2 separate regions of the Danio rerio genome follow, and region 2 is linked to region 1. The links are chromatin contacts, called in public Micro-C maps. All regions are on one chromosome and are shown on one strand. The core of a region is the stretch at or near the end of the contact, and the rest is flanking DNA. Distances in the headings are between cores, read along the strand shown.

Region 1 (5,066 bases), core at 111-2,610:
ATGAGTAATAAGGTCTAACTTTGTCACCTCCCCATGAGTTGTCACTGTCCCCTGTCATTGTGCGACGCCAATCAGTTGACACTGCAGCATCCTTTCGCCAGCTCTTAGATGAATGAGCATTATCAGACTGATGTTGTGGATTATGATATGTTGGTGAAGGGCTACGTGTCACTCTAGGCTGTTGCTTTACTGAAGGAATTTTGTTTCTCTCCCAGAATTCCAAACAGTGTGTGAGATGAGCATTTTTCTCTTGTAGCTGGCGTACATCATTTTTCAGTTCATTCACAGTTATTGTTAATTGCTCCACAGCCTGAAGTAACTTTCCCTCAGTATGATGAGACTGCACAGCGGCCACTTGATTTTGATTTTGTGTAGACTGAATTGACCCTGCATGAAGTTGCATAGCTGCACGGGCCCGTTCACAGCGACATGCAACTATAAGGGCTTGATCCATATCTGTTGCACCTTGTTCATGAATTTTTGCTTGCAAAGCTGGGTCCAATCCAGCCACAAAACGTCTAAACTTTTCACCTTCCTGGGCAATAATATCATAGTCAGGAAAAGCCTCTAGGACAAGACGAGTAATATCAGCGCTGAATACTTCTAAACTTTCACCAATTTTCCGAGGGCGAGCATTCACATGAGTTTGGAAAAATGGCAATGACTGTTGAAGCCCAAAAACATGCTTTAGTCTCTCTGTCACTGTGTTGTAGTTAGTCTTTACAGGAGTTGGAAGGCTGTCCCAATACAAAAAGGCAGCATCAGATAGCCGTGTTGGCAACACGGATGATAACATGTTCATCAAATCTGTTCCTTGTGGTGTCATTGCTCTAACAGCCACTTCAAAACGACGAGCCCAACTAGAAAATGATTCAGTGCCATCCCCTTTAAATGCAGCTGGAAGTTCAATGTGTAAATTGCCTGCCACAAAAGGTGCCAGTGGCTGCTGGTTTACGCTGCCACTAGCACTGGATGAACTAGAGGATGAATTGGCAGAAGAGCTGGCAGCAGCAGCAGCAGCAGCAGACTCAGGCTCAGACATACTTTCTGTTCATTTGTTTGTATCTCACCCTTGTGTGGCAAGTCGTGTGGTTGTTCTTCCGAATATTTACACAATTATCACTTCATAAATCCGGTGACACAATCGGAGAGCAAAGTCCAAATGGTGCCAATTTCGCGGCAGTCAAGTTAATAAAACTCCGCGAAAAGCGCCAAAAATGCAAAAATAACCCAGCTGCCACCAAATGTAATATAGGGTTCGAGTATTTTGCGTGACTCACTCTCAAAGTAAATAAAATAAATCACCGGAGACGGCTTGTGAAACGTGACCTGTCTTTACTTCTTTTCACCAGTCAGCGCTTACAAATGTAACAACCAACCTGGCATTCAGCCAATCAGAATGTACAAAGATGAAGATCCAAGTAAATCTAACATTTCGAACAGTAACGCAGATTCCACACTTTAACTACCATCTATCTGAACATATTTTTAATCTTACACCATTACTTCCATTAATTACCTGGTCCTGCAGATCAATATATTGGAGCATGTTACAAAACTCCTTGCGCCAGGTTCTTGTTGCAAGTCCAATGCTTTATTGATAAGCGTTCCAGTCAGTACAACAATATTAAACTTCTGCAACTGATCCAAAATAATAATGGGAATCATAAAGAGTGGGGATATTGTTCACGATAAAGTTATCTGTCATAAAGAGCTCCAAAATTGCAGTTTGTTGCTTTGCGCAGTGAGCAATAACTGTCCTAAAATTAGTTCTGAGATCAGTCTTAATCAATTGTATATGTAACTCACGAAACATGCTTAAGAATGGCTCTTAGTTCCTTTAGGAGAACTTCAAATAAAACAAAGAGACTTCAAAATGCACGACACATAATAGACATACATGACATTATCCGACTTTTGAGTTTAAGTTAAATATACAAATGCATTTAAACTTTTATTTCATAAAATCATGTTAAACCAACTCAGTTGCATTTAATTGTGTAAATAGTGTTGCTAATAGTAAATACATTTGCTAAACAGACTTATCGGATGGAAATCCTGCTCTTAAATATGTTCATCTAATGAGTTATGTTTTATGAGTGTATACGGTGCATTCTCAGCATCCAAACTCATTCATTTTTGCTCACTTTTTGCTGATATAGGCATGCATTATATAGGGATTGGTGAATAGTTAAACACGTGAGCAGCTTCTGATACCCTTTAATCTTTTAGTTAGTAATATGGTTAATGTTCTTGTTGTGAATGGGCCTTAAAATGAATACTCTCTTTCCAAGTATGGTCATTGCTGTAATTAACTTTCACACACACTTAAAAGGCAACAAAACACTGAATGTACATTCAATGAATGATAATGTGTCACAGCAAAGACCGGTTCCTCTCAAGCATTCCTTCAAATAAATTGGATTAAATGAACACTTGGCAGAAATCCTGGATCATCCGTGACACATCTACCGCTCCGCTTGGAATCATCAAGGCGCTTTATTGAACAGAAGTCAAGTTGTTCTAGTATAACAAGTGTGGGCTGTGTATGTCAAATCCACCACTGTCCATATCACTATCTGGAAGTGCTGTAGATCAACAGGGATGTCACAAGAGGACACTTGTTAGCGTGTGTTGAACATGTCTCTGGCCCTTCAGGATGAGTGTGTGTCATGGATATGGTTTTGTACATCCTCCGCTCTCCTGGAGTGCTCGCCGATCGCCCTCGTGTTCATTGAAGTGGGCTCTACAATCCTTTGTCCTGGCCTTTAAATGTGGAGTATGGCCAAGTTTTGAAGAGCAACATCTAATCCCACAGACACGACTGCTCGCGCTAGCCTTGTAGGCTAATCTGCGCAGGAGAGCGAGTGGGCCTGAAGGAACTGGAGCAGATTTAAGTCTTTGTCTTTGGGGTCTGGAAGAAAGACCCATCACATGGGGGCTTAACTCGGTTTCTCCACTGTGATTTATAGAGGCTTCTTCTCAAAGGGCTGAGGAAAAGCATCTTTTACATGCAGCAACTTAAATAAGATGAATTCTTTGCTTAAATAAATAAATGATGTTAGAGTAAATAAAGGCAACAAAGTGGCTTAGTGGCTAGCACTGTCACCTTACAGCAAAAAAGTTGTTGGTTCGAGTCCCGGCTGGGTCAGTTGGCATTTCTGTGTGGAGTTTGCAAGTTCTCTTTTTTTCGCAAGGGTTTCCACGTGGTGATAAGTTGGTGGTTCATTCTGCTGTGGTGACCCCTGATGAATAAAGGGAGTAAGCCGAAGAAAAACTGAATGAATGAATGAATGAATGAATGAATTAAATAAATTTTATACATCATCTCAATTAATTAATTTTCCTTTAGCTTAGGCCATTATTTGTGAGTGGTCACCACAGTGGAATTAACCACCAACTATTCCAGCATATGTTTTATGCAGTGGAGACCCTTCCAGCCACAACCCAGTACTGGGAAAATACCATATCTCTCCCCTTTGTATTTATTTATCACTTTCATTCATTCATTTTCATTCATTAATCTCTAATTCAGAGGTCACCGCAGTGGAATGAACCACCAACTATTCCAGCATATGTTTTATGCAGTAGATACCCTTCCAGCCACAACCTGGTACTGGGAAAATACCGTATCTTCTCCCTTTTTATTTATTTATCACTTTCATTCATTCATTTTCATTCATTAATCTCTAATTCAGTTACCGCAGTGGAATGAACCACCAACTATTCCAGCATATGTTTTAGGCATCAAATGCCCTTCCAGCTGCAAAAAAACCTTAGTGTTTGTAAAACAATGCTTAGCACATTAAGCTTGTTGATCAGGCATTTATTTTTAATTTTAATTTTATTTATGTATTTTTACATATTGTGTGCTTATGTTTTATTTTAGGAAGTTTTCTGTATTATTAACTATAAAAGCTAAGTAAAAAAATATATATTTACTAAGAATGGGAAGCAGGGAAATTATTTCGGGAAACTTAATTGATGTCAAAACGTGTGTCACTTGAACATTTGAACCTGGTTGAGGAGATAGTTTTTTTATGAATATAAAGTAATGTAATTAGTATAGATCAGTGTTTCTCAACCACGTTTATGGAGGAACACCAGCTCTGCTCATTTTCTATGTCTCCCTAATTAAATTCACCTTATTCGGATGATCAGCTCATTAGCAGAGACTATAAGACCAGTAATGGGTGTGACAAACAAAGGAGACATCCAAAACTTGCAGTGTTGGTGGTCTTCTATAGGATATAGTTGAGGAACAGAATTATAAAAAGATAGTGTAACACAAAGGTGCTGGACTACGGGGAGCCACATGCAGTACTTTATTTACAAAATTAGTCAGGCAGGCAACGGTCAAAACAAAGTTAAACAGATACATACAGATAATCCAGAATCATGGAAACAGGCGAATGGTCAGTACAGGCGACAAGGGATCAAAACAAGAAAACAAGACAAGGGTTCAAAACACAGCTAGGCTTGATGAGACGAGACGAGACAAGAGAATGCTTCGTAGTGTTACAAGACAACAAGACGCTGACTCAGAACCGACCAAGACTCTGAACCGAAACAGGTGTGAGTGTGTGGTGCATGACAGAATTTGTAGTTCCTTAGGTGACAGGATTGCAGTCCGGGTGATCGTGAATGTTCTCTAGCAATCTATCGGGGTTATATTGCTGGTAATCATGACAGACAGAGATGAAGTCATTAATCAAATAAACAATGCATATTTCAAAGCACTTCATGGGACTTTTAAAGTGCACCAGTCACCTGCAATCCTCTGACTAAAAATCAAGCTGGTAAGCCAATTGGTCTGCAATGAATGGATAACTGAAAGTATGGTGTGTCTGAAATAATCAAACATTTAATGTTATATATAATCAATAAACGTGATCTATTCTTAGTTTTAAACACAATCTAATTTTCATCATCAAATTTGAGCAAGAACAAAATTAGAAACAAATTGCATACATTGTAATGAATAAAGTTAATTATACAGCAGCACAAGAAAAGACTCAAACGTCTATTCCAAACACATTATTTGACATCTCAGATCAGTTACAGTT
Region 2 (4,542 bases), core at 1,588-4,087, 55 kb before region 1:
TTAATGCATGTATTAGTTTAAGTAACTGCCAATCACAACATGTACTCACACATTACAAAAAATTGAAACTTGTATTCATTAATATTATATAATAGACATGAGCCTACATGATATCAAACTACTACTATTGATATCAAAGATTTATAATAAGTATTGCTTATTTTAAGCTATTGTTGGTTAATTTTGCTTTAGATATCTTGCACTGTCAGCAACAAAAAATACATTCATTCATTTTCTTTTCGGCTTAATGCCTTTATTAATCTGGGGTCGCCACAAGGGAATGAACCACCAACTTATCCAGCATATGTTTTACGCAGCGGATGCACTTCCAGCTGCAACCCATCACTGGGAAACATCCATACAGTCATTTACACGCATATACTATGGTCAATTTAGCTTACCCAATTCACATACACCACATGTTTTTGGACTGTGGGGGAAACCAGAGCACCTGCTGGAAACCCACGCAAACACGTGGAGAACATGCAAACTCCACAGAGAAATGCCAACTGAACTAGCTCGAACTAGCGACCTACTTGCTGTGACTTGATTGTGCTACCCACGGCAACACCGTGCTGCCTATACAACAAAAAATTATTATTTAAATAATTATTTAAAACATTATAGTCAAATTAAACATGTAAAACTATTTAGTTAAGCCATGAGACCTTATGATTTGTGTTGTAGAAGCTACACTAAAATAATCTGACATAAATATTTAAGTTTAATCAAACTAACTTTGCAAGTCATTTCATCTTGCATCAATTAAACTGACTTAAAGCGTCAAGTAATAAATAAATTATTATATTCAAGTAATTCAACTTATTAAAATTCAAGTAACAAAAACATGTTGTCGTTAATTTTTTATCATATAGTTTTTTATTCTTTATTTATAATGCCTTTGCTGTTTGATTTTATTATAAATATTTCTGATTCTTCCTCATTTAAGCTTCTTTTTTTTTTTTTTTTTTTTGCTGAAAAACACAGTCAGCTTCCACCTACGTCACACACGTGAGTGAACTGCTAATTTAGCTTTCCGTGATTCACTGCAGCACAGCCACATACAGACAGCCTATATATATCCCAGCCCTGCACCACAGCCGCTCCGAGCCATTTATGAATGGCCTTTTCCCCCCTTCACCTTGTATAGTGGGTGCTAGTTTATACTAGATGTGAGAAAGCCATTTTTTGCACTGAAATGCTTTAATGCTCAGTACTTGAGGATACAATAAATAATAAAAAAAGACACCCCAAAGGAAAAAAAATATGCTCCATAATATTGTTGTAAAATAGATCACATTTACAAAACCATACACAGCGAACAGTGTTTCAGTTTGTCAGATAACACAATTCTTTACAAGGTTAGATATGTTAATATAGACAAGCCTTAAACTCTGAAATACAAGACATTTTCTGAAGATAAAAGAGGTGTATTACTGAAGGATTTTGCAGATCTTAGTTTGTAGAGTTCAGAATAGGCTTGGTGTGAATGAATGTATGAAAATGTATGGGTCTTTTCTTGTTATTAGACAAGAGCACAAAAAAGGTGAAAAGAACAAAGTGAAAGAAAACACATATTCTTAAAATAAAGTACCAATGAGAACCTGCAGCTTTCACATGTTAAAGTGAAAGTTTTCTTAATCAAGATTAAGCTGTTTTGCTCTCTGTGTATGTGGTGTTATGATCATCCAACCTGACCTGAGGTGGCGCCATTGAGCTAAGATACAAAACGCTTGCAGCATTATAAACAAGCATCTATCAGAGTGATTATATTAGGTTTTTACATCTCTGTAAAAAAAAAAAACTAGGAGACTACTTCGAAGTTATCTTAATAAAATGTTCAGTTGTGCTTTATTTTATAAACTGCTGATAATGTGTTTTCAACATTTAAAACAATATTCAGATCACTTTTAGTAATAATTTGTAACAACAGGTTAATATAATAATGACATTTGTTTAGAGTTACAACCTCGCAATATTCAAGGTTTGAAAACTTGTAATATCTATAAAATATAGAAAGTAGTTCATAAGATAAGACCTAAAGTATCATTTTACTTATAATAAAAATGATACTTATACTATCATTTAGTCATGACATACTTATAATGGCAAATAAGACAGACATACAGATTTTTATTTTAATATAAATTAATAATCCCCCCCAAAAATTAACTATCATTATCTCATCGCAAATCAGAAAACATGTCAAAAATGGCAAATGTCAAAGCTTCATCAAAATTAAACGATAATAAAAATATTAAACATGACTTTCAAGGAAAGACATTTATTTATTTATTTATTTATTTTTATTTTTATTTTTTTTAAGATGATAAAAAGTCAACAACATGCGTAGAAGCTAACGTGACAGTTTTTATTATTGAGTGGTCTGTCCCTAAAAAGGATGTGGCACTTGAGCGGTGCAGTTTAGGCGGGAAAATGGTGAACGTGGAAAGGGTTTCGCTTTCAGCTCAGCAGCAGCTTAAGAGAAGTCAGAGAAAAAAAGCACAATGTGGGCTGGTAGCTACAGGAGGATGCTCATCCAGATGTTTTACAATCACAAGCCTGAAAAATCTTTTCACGGTTACTCTTAAGGTCAGCGAAGGTACTGTGAAGCAAATCAAGGGTGGGTTTTAATAGAGACGGAGAATGTTGGTCATGTAGTAGAAGTTCTCTGGAGACTGTCATTACCTCGGGCTCTGTACATTAGCTGTCTGTCTTTGGGAAGAGTGTAAAGTGGGAGGCTGGTCTCATTAAAACGCAGTGTATCGTGGTCTCGGTTCACATATGTTGTTCATTTTCTCTGCAGCTGCCTTCCTGTGCTCTGCTGAGGGGAGGAACCAGGGGAGGAGAACCGTGAGACCAAAAACTCAAAACACCATGCCCACAAATCTGCGATTTGAACCAGGAAATGTGTTGAGCAGATGATTCAGATGCCATGAATACATTCAAGGGATACTTAGACAATATGTATGTGATTTTTTTCTCTCTCAGTTGAACACTAAAGAAGAATTTGTCCACTGCCACAATACTTTTTTCTTCATAGTAGAATATTAATAACTTCCTAAAAATTCATTTTATATTTAATATTTTAAATGAATTGAGGGTGAGTAAATGACAAAGTATATTTGATGAATTATTCATTTTCATAGATTCAATTAAATGGTTTAATCTAACATTTTAAAGTTGGCAAGAAATTACAATTCTCACTATATGTTTGTTACAAGTATAGTTCACCCAAAAACTTGAATTCTGTTGTCATGACTTGTTTCAAATTATTTTGAGATTGTTTTTCTTCTTCTGTGGAGCACAAAAGAAGATACACTGAAAAATGTTGGAACCCACAGTTACTATTGATATTCGTTCATTTTCTTTTTAGCTTAGTCCCTTATTTATCAGGGGGTTGCCACAGCGGAACGAACTGCCAACTTAGCCAGCATATGTTTTACGCAGCGCCTTAGAGTTGACCTTAGAGCTGCATCCCCTCACTGGGAAACATCCTTACACTCTCATTTACACCCATACACTACGGACAATTTATCTTACCCAATTCACCTATAGCGCATGTCTTTGGACTTGTGGGGGAACCGGAGTGCCCAATGGAAACCCACGCCAACACGGGAAGAACATACAAACTTCACATAGAAATGCCAACTGACCCGGCCGAGGCTCGAACCAGTGACCTTCTTACTTTGAGGCGACAGTGCTACTCACTGCGCCACCGCTCCACCCTTACTATTGATATAGTATGTATTATTTGTTTTTCCTTCTATGGATGTCACCAGTTTCCAACATTCTTCGAAATATCTCAATTTTCATTTTTGGGTGAACAATATTTTTACATAAATCCATGTCATAGCTCTTAGTTCATCGAACAGAAAACCTTTAATGCATGTGTAATGCAATCGTTTACACAACAACAGGCTGAACCTTAACCTGTCATAGGTCATAATATAAAGTGTTATTTCTTGTTTACATAGACTGTGTAAAACTAAATTGTTTTGCCATGCGAGCTTGCAGTCATATATGACCAATTTGCATGTGTACATCCATAGTTTTTAAGCGTCACAGAAACAAGTCCTTTTTTTCCTTTTTTATTTATTTTGACTCTAGGATGTGCAGTCTAAATGTGCATTTGCACTTTGTAAAATTTTAAACTGAGAGACCATGGCAATTGATTTGAACCGCTGCATTTCCAAGAGTGCCTAGGAGGCGCCTGTTGATTTGCTGAAATCCATAATGCCACAAATGTGGCATTTAACACAGAGAAGCAGTGTTTTGCTGTTTATGTCACTATAGTGACTGTGAATCGTGGGAGATTGAGGACAAAAATTCCTGTAGACATGAGGAAAAATGAAAGCCTTTGACTAGATAGAGGCCCACAACACAGATAATGCATGAGGAAGAACATACTGAAAATTGTATGTTGGCTACACACAGGGATAATGTCTGTGCTTGGTCGCTTCAGGGCTTTTAGAACAAAGGATCTACTGTAGAAGTTCACTGAAGCCAAGGGCAAACGTGCAATCAGCTTCACGGGTGATT

Evidence for each region. A called contact is a pair of places that touch in the nucleus more often than the background predicts.
Region 2: a contact with region 1 is called in a Micro-C map of caudal fin, with 4 times the contacts expected there. The contact joins the enhancer-like site here to the promoter of LOC141381205 in region 1. A contact is called at or near these places in 3 of 18 Hi-C or Micro-C datasets (caudal fin, hematopoietic stem cells and an unstated tissue) and 1 of 4 datasets of contacts at active chromatin or transcription factors (caudal fin).

The regions. Positions count from the first base shown.
Region 1 is chr3:25,728,183-25,733,248 of GRCz12tu, reverse strand. It overlaps LOC141381205, which reads right to left and starts at 1,360. Exons shown (of 2, transcript XM_073944526.1): 1 at 1-1,360.
Region 2 is chr3:25,784,741-25,789,282 of GRCz12tu, reverse strand. All of the region lies in intron 1 of emp2 (epithelial membrane protein 2), which reads right to left. It overlaps LOC137490126 (a long non-coding RNA gene), which reads left to right. Exons shown (of 8, transcript XR_011009492.2): 3 at 2,807-2,967. Among named protein-coding and RNA genes, the nearest start is that of emp2, 19 kb to the right of the region's middle. Within about 2 kb of position 2,837, at least 28 of the 62 cell types and tissues checked have an H3K27ac peak or open chromatin away from gene starts, as enhancers often do. A contact at or near this core is called in caudal fin, where this site is marked.